Linked DNA regions of Rattus norvegicus: region 2 is linked to region 1. The links are chromatin contacts, called in public Hi-C maps. All regions are on one chromosome and are shown on one strand. Each heading gives the region's core, a stretch centred on a gene start, on an enhancer-like site or on the middle of the called end of the contact. The rest is flanking DNA. Distances are from core to core; before and after follow the strand shown. Region 1 overlaps Tes (testin LIM domain protein). Region 2 has its middle 74 kb from the start of Capza2.

Evidence for each region. A called contact is a pair of places that touch in the nucleus more often than the background predicts.
Region 2: a contact with region 1 is called in a Hi-C map of the A7r5 cell line, with 14 times the contacts expected there. The contact joins two enhancer-like sites. A contact is called at or near these places in 12 of 12 Hi-C or Micro-C datasets (the A7r5 cell line, the Rat2 cell line, Schwann cells and 7 more).

Annotation. Positions count from the first base shown.
Region 1 is chr4:46,366,680-46,372,880 of GRCr8, forward strand. Tes (testin LIM domain protein) reads left to right here. Exons shown (of 7, transcript NM_001039344.2): 7 at 1,879-3,103. The coding sequence ends at 2,067. Among named protein-coding and RNA genes, the nearest start is that of Tes, 39 kb to the left of the region's middle. Within about 2 kb of position 3,267, at least 4 of the 93 cell types and tissues checked have an H3K27ac peak or open chromatin away from gene starts, as enhancers often do. A contact at or near this core is called in the A7r5 cell line, where this site is marked.
Region 2 is chr4:46,867,225-46,873,513 of GRCr8, forward strand. No RefSeq gene overlaps it. Among named protein-coding and RNA genes, the nearest start is that of Capza2, 74 kb to the right of the region's middle. Within about 2 kb of position 3,182, at least 4 of the 93 cell types and tissues checked have an H3K27ac peak or open chromatin away from gene starts, as enhancers often do. A contact at or near this core is called in the A7r5 cell line, where this site is marked.

The sequences.
Region 1 (6,201 bases), core at 2,017-4,516:
GGGTCCTCCAGCCAGAGAGCCCATGACGACACAGCATTATCTACCTCACATCCTGTGTTCAAATAAAAGAAAGCAGGAGGGATGGAAGGAACTGGCTCTTTGAGCTGTGTGAGGACTATTTCACAGGCAGTGCACTGCCAGGCACATTGCGATGAAAGGTATAGTCCCCAGGCAGGCCCTCTGTGGCATGTAGCTTTGAGCTTTGTGGATAAGCAAGGATCTGCTGGTGTTAGCTGGAGTCATATGTAAGATTCCTAGACGAATGGTGACCCACTGCAGTTGTGAAGCTAAACTGTATGGAACCATAAACCCTAAATGCAACACCATGCCATTTGTGTATCCGTGTGATTCTTTCTGACCTAAAGACTCCCCTCAATTTCACGTGCAATTGAATAACTGGTTTGTCTTCTTTCTTATACTAAAAATGAAAAGGCCATGTTTCATCTAATAATAAAATGATCCACAAATAATGTTACAAAACAGAAAGTAAAAAAGGAAAGCAAAGGGGTCCTCTGTCACACAGTTCTAAAGTGTCGGAAGACTAATACGAAGTACAGAAAACCAGAACATTCTACGTGAGCTATCGCACTACAGAAATTCCATGCAAAAGCAACCATTTGCATGATGCGGCTGCAGATTCAGGGGGAACTTAGAGCTTCCACATTGAATATTATTTGTATTCAGGACACCTATCTGCATTATGCAAAGAATGTCTGTTTCCCAGCCAGGAGGTAGTTGTTAGACCTGTAGATAGAGTCTCTACAATAAGAAGGTACGTAGCTGTAAAATATACAAAAAGTATATTTCAGGTCTGCAGTGGCTGTGTGATGCAGGTCACCTCATTGTCCAACAATGGCCGTCCCACTGCAGTAATCCCCAACCAAGAGACAAGTGGTACTTAAGGTTGATCAGTGCCACATGGTATTCCCTCAGCTGTTGTAAAACCAAGATCTTAGATGTTTCTCATTTTATTCAGGTCATATATAAACAATGCAAATGACTCTCCTGCGTTGAAGCTTTCCGTGAGGTGGTTTTCTGTTGTAATATTAATGGCTGCTTCTCGTTCTCTTCATGTGTATCATCAGTTAAGAATATTACGCGTATGTTTACCTCATTAGTATATTGGAGTATAACATACCCAGGATACTGAATGGTGGGCTAGGAATATACCACCTCCGTCAGTACTGTCCTGACACAATGTGCATGGTGTCCTGGGTTTCCTGCACAGCACTACCTAAATCACCCGGTATCACAGCCCTCGGGAGGCGGAGGGAGGAGAAGTATCACGAAGTTAGGTCCGGCCGAATACCTTCTCCCAGACAAAACAAAACAAAGGGTGCTGCAGGGAAGGGAGGTATTAAAGTTCATGGCATAGATCACAGATAAACGATGACTAAACTTAGGACAGAACAGAAGCTGATTAACTACACGTTATATTTATGGTGTGAACCCCTCATTCGTTTTCAAATACTGTCTGTACTTTTATTCAAATCCTTAATTATTTTGAGCATGACTTTAGTTTACTACTCTCTTGAAATTGGTGGGTGTTAACAGTCACCTGTGTCAGTGTCCTAGGCATGACACATCCTAGTGATGTTACCACTTCAGAGCGTTAATGAGTGCGGGAAAACAGTCTTAGAGATTCCTTCTAATTGTTTCGGTGAAATCTACTAAAATTTGACTGGAAACAAGTGCGGTGCTTTGGGATTTGCCATCATAACTTCCTATTTACACCCTGAGGGACATCTACGGACCGCACTCCCACCCTGTCCGTCACCTGCCATTTCTCGGCACACTCAGCATACAGGGCCCCGTCGGCACAGTGTCTCACAAAGATGTCGCTGTCTCTAACCCTCTTCTCCATTCATCCCCGAGCAGGTGTGTCAAGGGTGCCACAATGCCATCGACCCGGAAGTGCAGCGAGTGACGTACAATAACTTCAGCTGGCACGCGTCCACGGAGTGCTTCCTCTGCTCCTGCTGCAGCAAGTGCCTGATCGGGCAGAAGTTCATGCCTGTGGAAGGGATGGTTTTCTGTTCTGTGGAGTGTAAGAAGATGATGTCCTGAGTGAACACCAAGCAGTATTGAGCCATAGCTGTCTACAGTGGCCTGCATTTCATGATAAACTGCAGTTTAAAAAAAAAATAAAAAATAAAAGGAAAAAAAAAAGCTACATAACGAACCGGAAGATTTTGTCCAATATTTTTCTCTTTTTAACCATTATGAATTTTGTCTGTCTTATTTTTAAATGACTGCTTTAAGCGCATGATTTAAAAAAAACAGTAAAGAATTATAGCTTTTATTTCTGCACATTAAATATTTGAGTTGGAAGCTTGAATTTAATCAATCCTTATAACCGCATACTCCTAGTGCTAGATATATTATATATATATATATATATAAAATCACTTAAAATTAGTGTCCTGGGAGAGATGAACATTTTAACTTCCATGCTTGTCCCCCATGGGAAATGTAAAGGAAGTTACAACCGCCTGTCGAGCGGTTTGATGATGGTGACGTCAGCTCAGTGAGGAGTTCCTTGTGGCAGGCAGTGTGGTCCACGTTGGGTGTTCCAGTGCCTAAGCCTTTGCATCCCCCATGGAGGCAGAGGGGCCTCTCCCTCCTGCATCTCTCTCTGGTTACTTTACCTCTCAGTATCCTCTTTTGTCATCTAGCGACCTCCATCTGTGGCCTTGAATATTTTATATGTATGTGGTTAGGACAATATGTGCACTTTGCTCTTAGAGATTTTTTTTTTTTGTTTTTTTGTCCAGAAGATAAAAGTAGGCCATTCATTTAATTTTTTTGAAACCCAAAGAATATATAGGTTTTGTACCCAGGGAATTATAACTCATGCTGATGTCACCTTAATGCCATGCCTTGACTCAGTTGTTTGCATGATTTCCAATGTTACCAGATGGATACTCTCTTGTGCTACCTCTGAGCTTGCTATAGACACAAAGGCTGTCTTCTTTGCCTGTGCACGCGCATCCTTGGGTATTTTTTAATGTTTTCCGTGTATGCTTTCATACATAACTATGCACTATAAATATTAAATGGAATGACTTATATGATATTGAAAATAAAGCCTCTTTCACTTTAATAATGGTCTTCCTATGTCCTTTTTGTTGAGTGGAAAAATCCTTCTGCAGTTAAGTATCGTGTACAGCAGGGGGCGCTGTCTCCAAGAGCAAAAAATTCCCCTGACAAAAGTAAAGGCAGCTGCTGATCCAGCAGACAGATTGGATTTCTCATTGCAGACAAAGAGAGAGTGGTTTCATAAAGATTTAAACCAGGACTTTCTAGTAATTCTTAGGTCATTCAGGAGCCTGTCATTCTTTTAGTTAAACTTTAAACGAGTCAAGTGTTTCATTTCTTTGTTGTTTTGAGAAGAAATTTTTTTTTCTGTTTTTTTTTTCCTTCTTTTTGCGACGGTGTCTCACTAGGTAGCCCAGGCTAGCCTACTTCACACGCTCAGTTCTGCATTAGACTCCCAAGTTTTAAGATTTCAAGTGTGCCCCATTGTGCCTAGCTATAAATAGGATCTTATAAATTTTCCTAGGTGTTTTTTGGGCTGGATTCTAGATTATTAGCGGACTCTGGGGAGTGTGTGTGTGTGTGTGTGTGTGTGTGTGTGTGTGTGTGTGTGTTTCTTCAATCTGAAACTGGGTTGGTTGTTTTCTTTTGAGATAGGGTCCCATGTATCTTAGGATGGCTCAAAACCACTACAAGACAAAATGACCTTGAACTTCTGATCATCTTCAAGTCTTTCTCTAAGTGCTGGGATTGCACCAGTGTACCCTAGATTTATGCTGTCTCTTGGTTGGACTCAGAGTTTTGTGCATGCTGGGCACACATCCTGCATATTGCACCCCCACCAAGTGAATTTTTGTGTCTTAGTAAGTTTAGTTTTTCTGACACATTCTCAGGACGTTTGGTTTGGGTTTTTTTTTGTTTTGTTTTGTTTTTAGTTACTGTTGAGTACTGCGCTGTTGGTGTAAGAAGCACACACACGCACGTGCGCGCGAGCGCGCACACACACACACACACACACACACACACACACACACACACACATGGAGTAAGTACATAAGTACTTACAAGTACAAGCACACTGCGTCCCCTCTGCTTTCTGGTTCCTCCATGGTGAGAAGTACCTTTGTAGTTTGAGCACACAGAGCAGTGTTGACACTATCCTGGTGAGATACACATCACTCTACTCTTTGCCTTGGTTTGCCTTAAATAGTAGCACATACTTTCCAGTCCATTTTGACTATGAAGTTTAATACTTTTCCCCGACATTGGCAAAGTGAGCCTAAAGCGGAATGGACTCTTCACACCACCACAGTCATCCTGGCTGTCCCTATGGCTAAGACAGAATAAGGCTGGCACTAAGCGTCATTCACTAAGAGAACAATTACATGTATCTATCATGGAACAATAAAGGTGGGCGTGGTGTAGATCCACCAGGCCTGGCTCTCCCCTCAGAAGTTCTTTTGTCCTCGTAGTACAAGGTCATGGCCTCCTTGGCTCAAAAGTGCTCAAGATACTTGGACATGTCTGTTGTTAGCTGATGACCTTGTTTGCCTCCGTTGCTGTGATAAACATCAGTACCATAAACAGTTCCAGGAGGGGGACATTTGGCTTATAGATTAGAATCCCTTATTGAGGGAAACTCAGGCAGGAACCTACGAGTGCGGAACTGAAACAGAGTGGAGAAATGTTTCTACCAGCATGTTCCTTTTGGCCTGGTCAGTTAGCTTCCTTACACAGTTCGAGCACACTTAGGGCCCCCCTACATCAATTAGCAATTAAGAAAATGCCTCACACACAAGTCAGAAAAATACTAATGACAAAGCACTTCACAGATGGTCACAGGCCAATTGGGTGGAAGTAATCCTTCAGTTAAAGGTCCTTCTTCCTAAGTGGCTGTAAGAAATAGGCTTTCGCATTACTTTATCTTATCAAAGAATATGATGCTTATTCCTTCTGATTATGTTTCCCTCTAGTACTCAGGATATCCTGCTGCACATCAATTTCCTCTCAATAGAAACATTCCCTTAAGGAAAGAAAGACCCTCATGAGATTGAAGAAGGTAAAGAATGTCACAAGTCTGAGGAATCTGAAATAAGACCTCTTCGAGAGTCTAGAACACTGGTTCTCAACCCACTGGGTCTTAGGAGACTATGTGAAATGGATATTTACATTGCAATTTATATCAGTAACACAATTATAGTGAAATAGCAATGGAAATAATGGTTGGGATCACCATCACATGAGGAACTGTACTAAACGGGTCACAGCGTTCAGAAGGTTGAACACCACTGCTGTAGAAGCAGTAAGAAAAGACTAGAGGAGGCAGCTGACCAGTGCAGCAGCAGAGGCATTTTCCACCGTGACTAAGAGTTCTCTTGCTACAAAAGCCAACACTAACTTCCATGGAAGTTGAAGAAAATTGAAATTTTAAATTTGGATTTGTGTGTTTCTTTTTCCAAATGTGAACAATATAGAACATTATTTTAAATTATAATTACCTGGCACTGATAGATTAATACTATTCTTTTTCTTTTTTCAATTTTTTATTAGATATATTTCTTTACTTACATTTCAAACATTCTTCCCCTTCCCGGTTTCCTGTCCATAAGCCCCCATTCTCTCCTCTCCCCTCCCCCATACGGGTATTCGCCCTATACATCCCCCTTATTCCCCTGCACTGGGGGTCCAACCTTGGCAGGACAAAGGGCTTCCCCTTCCACTGGTGCCCCAACAAGGCTATTCTCTGCTACATATGCAGTTGGAGCCCAGAGTCAGTCCATGTCTTTGGGTAGTGGTTTAGTCCCTGGAAGCTCTGGTTGGTTGGCATTGTTGTTCTTATGGGGTTGCAAGCCCCTTCAAGCTCTTTCAATTCTTTTTCTCATTAGAGTCTCATTCTAGTTCACTTCTCAGAAGCAGAACTTAGAGTTTTTTATGTTTGGTAGAGCATGAATTTGACAGTCACATCATTGCAGTGAACAGAAGCAAAATGCTCTCAGGAGAGAGCATAGAACCATTGCTGGTACTTAGGGCAAGACTGGAGATGTCCTCTCTCTCCACAAAAGTCACCACCTTGGATATTAAAAGATATGACAGTGATCTCTGCTTTTCCTGGACCCCGAACAGCAGTGGGAACTCAAGAGCAGAGAGTTCTGTGAGGAAAGAGAA
Region 2 (6,289 bases), core at 1,932-4,431, 500 kb after region 1:
TGTTCAGATGATGACACCTTCCCAATTTATTTCAAAACATAAGAGTAATATGATAGCAAAGAAATTGACTGTCACTTAGGTTAACAAATACTTCTCAGGCAGCTTCTATGTCGGGTGCTGTTAGGTAATGAGGATGTAAACCTGTCCTTACTCTAAAGAATTCAATGGATAAGATAGACAGCAAGTACTTAACTAGGGAACAATAGGAATAATACACCTTGGCTTTTCATAGATCCATAAAATGTCTTTCAAGAAGCATCACAGTTAATACAAAAATGGTAGGCTCTTGGACAATAAGACCAAGCTCTGACTTAGCCATGAACTGAACTTCTTCCCTAAACTCAGTTCCTCAGCTGTCAAATAGACTGGTCCTTCTTAACTCACAAGAGTGTTTCAGGACTGAAAATGAGAGTTCAAAACAGCTGATTTCCACTGCTGCTGAGTAACTGGAATATTACTGTGATCTTTAGTCTTGGACAACAAAAGCCCACATAAAGGGTAGCCTGTGATTGCTCTGAAAGGACCTTACAGATGTTTACCTGCGAACCTTCATCTGATTCTTTCTCATCCTTGAGCATACAGATGGGAAAGTGAGTGTGCAAATGGAGAGCGTGACAAAACAGTGTCCAGGTGGTGGCACTTTTGTTCCAGGGCAGGACGCCTGAAGGACACCAGCCCACCATGTTTCTCTGAAGCTCCCACTACTCCCTGCCACTCTGACAATGGCTGGTTTCCTTTTTCTCTTGTTTAATCTTCAGACCTGGGATCCACAAAAGACATGGAAAATAACAATTCATATAAAATTCTAGGAATTTCGCTTGAGGGCCAATGATAGAGTCACAGCCCCCACAGCTTAAAGATTGTTAATATTTTTATTTCGCTCAAGTGAGTAGTTACTGACTATTCCGGTTCCGGCAGAGTAACTTATGCCCTGGGTTGTTCTGATGCACATCATGTGCTGAGAAGCTAAGGAATACTTCATGGGCATCCTTCTCCATCCAGATGACTACACACAGGGAGCTACACAGACACGACTCTGTCTGGCACGTGAGATAATGCTGTGACACAGAAAGGCATGAGGGCATTGTGCCTCAGAGGAAACAACACCTACTGCTGGTTTCCCTCGTCAAACCTGACCTTTTTCTTCTGGACTATCTTAATTCCCTATCTATCACAAAAATGGAAAGAACTTCAGTCATAGCCAGTGAAATATTTCAGTTGGTGAATTGAAGGTAATAAAACAGAGGCTGCCCAAACTGTCCTTTGTTGTAAATCACGGCAAAGGTCTAGATTACATCAGCCAAAGGGTATTGATCACAACGCTGAGAGGTTTATAACTACTATTGACTTACCATGTGACCCTGGAACAGAAATCTAGGAAAATTGCAAAAGCATACCTATGGTAATGAAAACCCATCATTAGCCGGGCTGACTGCCCTGTCAACCAGCTAGAGCTGTGTTGGCTTCAAGGCAAATACTGAACAAATGCTTGAAATGGAAGGACTGTCTGCCCTCACTCTCTTTCCTTCACTGGATGCTTTAAAAATTATTCCGGTGAATGTGTTTTTCTTATTGTTAAAAAATGTGGATTCAGAAGGCTCATGCGAATTACCTTTTTCATTTTACTTATTTATAATAATGTATTTTATTTTTGGATTACCATACAAAGTAGCAGGTTCCCTTATAACATTTTCCTGTATAGCTTAGGTTGAAACCTCCCCTGCTTCCTCTCCTTTCCCCCTTCTCCCTATCCCACTCCTCACGTGTACCCTTGAACTGTTCCACCCCAGTATTCCCTTTTCCACTGTCTCGTATGATCTATATAATAGTATGCATAATTAATATCTAAACAATATCTCTTCATCCTTTATTATTGCTGTGGTTTAAAAAAATAAGGAATAGGGGGTCTAGAGAGAGATCAGTGGATGAAGTGCTAACTGCATAAGCCTGAGGACCTGAGTTCAAATCTCTAGCACCCATGTTTTAAAAAGGCCTTGGATTCCCCAAGAGTTTATCTAATCCGAATGGCCAGTCCTAAACACTTGTACATACAAGCAGCAGTAAATGGACTGGGTAGTTTGTGTGTGCGTGCATGCGTGCATGTGTGCATGTGTGTGTGCGTGTGTGTCAGACAATAGTTACAGAAGAGGTCATAAATGTAAAAGGGAGTGAGGGGAGGGAGTAGTATAGTTATACAAATACAGTATTAACGTATGGAATTCTTGAAAAAATAAAAAAGCATAATGCCTAGGCTTAACAATGCATATTTGTAATTCCAGCTTGGGGGGGGGTTGGAGATGGGAGGATCCTGGGGCTCTATAGTCAACCAATCTAGTTAATAGGTAAGTTCTGGGGGCTCAGTAATAGACTGCCTCAAATAAAACAAGGCAGAGAGGGGTAAAGGAAGAGGCCTAATGCCAACATCTAACCTCCAACTAGCACATGTGGATGCTTACAGAGACATTCACCACTTTGTGTGTGTGTGTGTGTGTGTGTGTGTGTGTGTGTGTGTGTGTGAGAGAGAGAGAGAGAGACAGACAGACAGACAGAGAGACAGAGAGACAGAGAGACAGAGAGACAGAGACAGAAAGACAGACACAGAGACAGAGACAGAAAGACAGAGAGAGACAGAGAGACAGATACAGAGACACACAGAGAGACAGAGATACATAGAGAGAGACAAAGACAGAGAGACAGAGAGACAGAGATAGACAGAGACAGAGACACACACACAGAGACAGTGACACACAGAAAGAAAGACAGAGACAGACAGTGACACACAGAAAGAAAGACAGAGACAGACAGTGACACACAGAAAGAAAGACAGAGAGACAGACACACGCACACACAGAGAGAGAGAGAGAGAGAGAGAGAGAGAGAGAGAGAGAGAGTGAGTGTCAGAGAGACAAGGAGAGACAAGGAGAGACAGAGAGAGGAAGAGGCTATCAGTGAAAGGACCAGCTAAACTAAGTTTCAAATGCTATTCAGGTGGCACTGAAGAAGTAAAATGAGAAGAAAATGGCCATGTTTCATCATGAATAAACAGAAATTTCAATTTTAAATAAATAATAATCCCACATTGTTTTGGAGCACCAGCTCAAGACTTAGATGACGATTAATTTCCATCCCTTCTGTGGGAAGCAGTCCTTTGTCTTCATTCGTTTACTTGTTCACTGTGAGACGAGAACATTCTTCGTGCTAACACAGAGCTCCAGGCTGGCAGACACATCCAGTAATCCTTAGACCACTTGGCTGGAACTATAAAAATGCATAAAATCTTACCAGGCCAAAAGAGATCAACTCAAAAAAATTTTTGGCATCCAAACATGTCAGAATTGTTTTTACCCCCAAACCATTTGTGTTCCTCGGTTATGGTCCAGGAGCCATAATATCAGTTCCTATTTTTATTGGGCAGACTGGAATTCTTTAGTACCATATTTCATCTACCTTTCTGTGGTTTCTCCTAATTTTTTCAGTGGTTTTATGCCTGTCTGCTGTCTGTCTCTTATTTTATCTTAATTTGTTTTAGTTTTCGTTTTGCTTACTCTATTCTCTTTCCTTATTTTTTCAGTGTTCAGAATCAAATCTGAGGCTCAGCACATGGCATCTCGGAGTCCCACCCCTGGGCTGCGTCTCTAGCTCTGTCTCTGATGCCGGGTGCGGGGAAGTAGCCATGTGCCCTCCGCCAGCCCAAGTCCTTACCTTCACATCTGCTTCTTCCATTAAAGTCAAGCCTTCTCTCCGTCACGACCGTGACTAAACAGCCACCATACTCCTCAGTGGTAAAGGAGAAACACCCAACGAGGGACCTTTGTGAAACCGGCCCCCAAGAAACCCAACTTCAGTCACATGATCCTCAGAGATAATTTCAGAAGTCGCAGTAAAGAAAAACTACCCAGATATCACAGTGCCAGCTTTCTGCAGAGCTGTTTCTAATTTGTTATGCCGTAAGAGTAAGAGCCTCTGTGGTAGCCACGGGGGTCTCTGGGAACACCTGGGTGAAGAAGCATCAAATCGCTGACCCAAATGTTTCAGAAAGAAAATGTCCATTGTTAGAACTAGCAATGCAGATATTTTCTCTAAGATGAACTTAATATATAAACAGAATAAAATAACAGAATAAATAGTAATAAGAATAATGATCTCATCCCAGGAAATGCCCTGTCTGGAAGCTAATGGGCTAAGGTAATGCTCTCAGGGATTAGTCTCGCTTAATGAAATGCTGTTAGTTTAGTAAATGAATGCTTAAAATGATGGAAAGTAAAAAAAAAAAATCAGGACTGGTTGATTCATAGGGGTGGGGGGGAGTAAGCCAAAGCAGCATGTGTCACACTGTGGTTTTTTAATTATTATTATTATTATTAATCTGTGATTCAGAAAATACATATGCTTTACAAGTTACTGTCTTTTATACATCTGTCCCATCATTTTACTCTGTGGATATGAGTATTTATGGAATATTTAAAATAAACTGTTAACAAACAGATAAAGTACTTTATTTTTTCAGATGCAGTTCTTATAATGAGCATTAAAATTGAGATTTTCACTTAAAGCTCACATAAAAGCAAAATGTATCTCTTCTAGAGCTTCAAATAATAACGTATTTTATTTTGCCTGTTTAAAAAACATGATTAATACAAAACCAAATTTCATTGATTTTTGTTTGATGGCTAAGATATTGTTCTGATTGTGACTTCAGGTCCTAGATTGAATCCTATTGTCTGTAGCTTTGCTGCACGAGCTTCTTAGGCAGGGAGGGAACACAGCTCTGTTAACTTCCACTTCCTCTGAATTGAAGCATCCATTTCTATAAGGAGAAGAGGCTCGTGTGACTCAGGAAGTAAACCTTACAAGTCTTGGAAAGCTGACATTTATGACTCGGGGAGCTGCAAACAAGTTTCAAGGGTGTAGCTTTGTGAGCCCTCATTGCTATTAATGATGGAGAATGCTATTTAGTGACACATCTTTCACTGAGTCATCCATGTTCCTGTAAGTTATGCCAATAAAGTCAATAGTTCACTAAAAAATAAAAAAATAAAAAAAATAAATAAATAAACTGTTAAGAAAAACATAAGTCGAGGTTGGGGATTTAGCTCAGTGGTAGAGCGCTTGCCTAGGAAGCGCAAGGCCCTGGGTTCGGTCCCCAGCTCCGAAAAAAAGAACCAAAAAAAAAAGAAAAAAAGAAAAACATAAGTCCCTCTATGGTAAGCATATGAAATGTCTATAGTTGGATGGGTTTTTATCTTAAACACGTTGATATGAGGACAATGTGGATACTATGTATGAGCTTTACAATATGCCTTCTAGTTGTACTTGGTTCAGAAGTCCAAGATTATTACAGTGGTCGACCCCTCGATTCTGCCCACTGTGTTTTATCTTCTCCTTTTAACTAACAAAACAAAACAAAACAAAACAAAACAAAAAGCAAAAAAACCCCAAAAGACAAAAAAAAAAAAAAAACAGCTGTCAAAATCATACACCTGATTACATCACCTGCCTGCTTCAAAACCCAGCCCTAAATTTTCTGCCTCAGTCTTTTGTGCTGTTTGTGTTTGTTTGTTTGTTTGTTTGTTTGTTTGTATTATGAAATAGATCTTCATGGTAAAACAATAATAACAACAACAACAGCAACAACTGGGCCAAATGCTATAAAGAGGACAGAAAATAGCCTTTGACCACTGTCTCCCTCCTTCCAGCCTAGCTCTCCAGAGTGACTCCTGCTGAAACTCTTTGTATGGTAATCCAGAAATGTTCCACCCTGGGAAGGGGCCCAGATGAAACCAGATGTGCCAGCCCATCCTTCAACTACGTATGAATCAACGGGAGCTCAACACAGCAGAGGTTTCTCTAAACCTTGGTGACTTTGAACTCCGACCCAAAGTATCCACTCAGGATATGAACCATATGCAAAAGTTAGGATAAGAGCAATTATCCCTGCCCTTTAGAGCAACCTTCCTAATGCCGCCACCCTTTAATACAGTTCCTCAGGTCATGGTGGCCCCCAACCATAAAATTCTTTCATTGCTATATAACTGTAATTTTGCCGCTGTTATGATTCGTGGTGTAAATATCTGATATGCAGGATATCTGTGAAGGGGTCGCGACCCACAGGTTGAGAATGGCTGCTCTAGGGGCTTGCCAGTTAAGCACCCCTGCAGACTAGTACTCTTCATATGACTTACTTAAGTACTTAAATACTTAAAGTCCTCATAAAACAGACTTGCTTGTTTCTATTTTGCCCAAACAGAATAAGCTCACTTCTGAAAGTTTACAAAGTGCTAAAACTTTC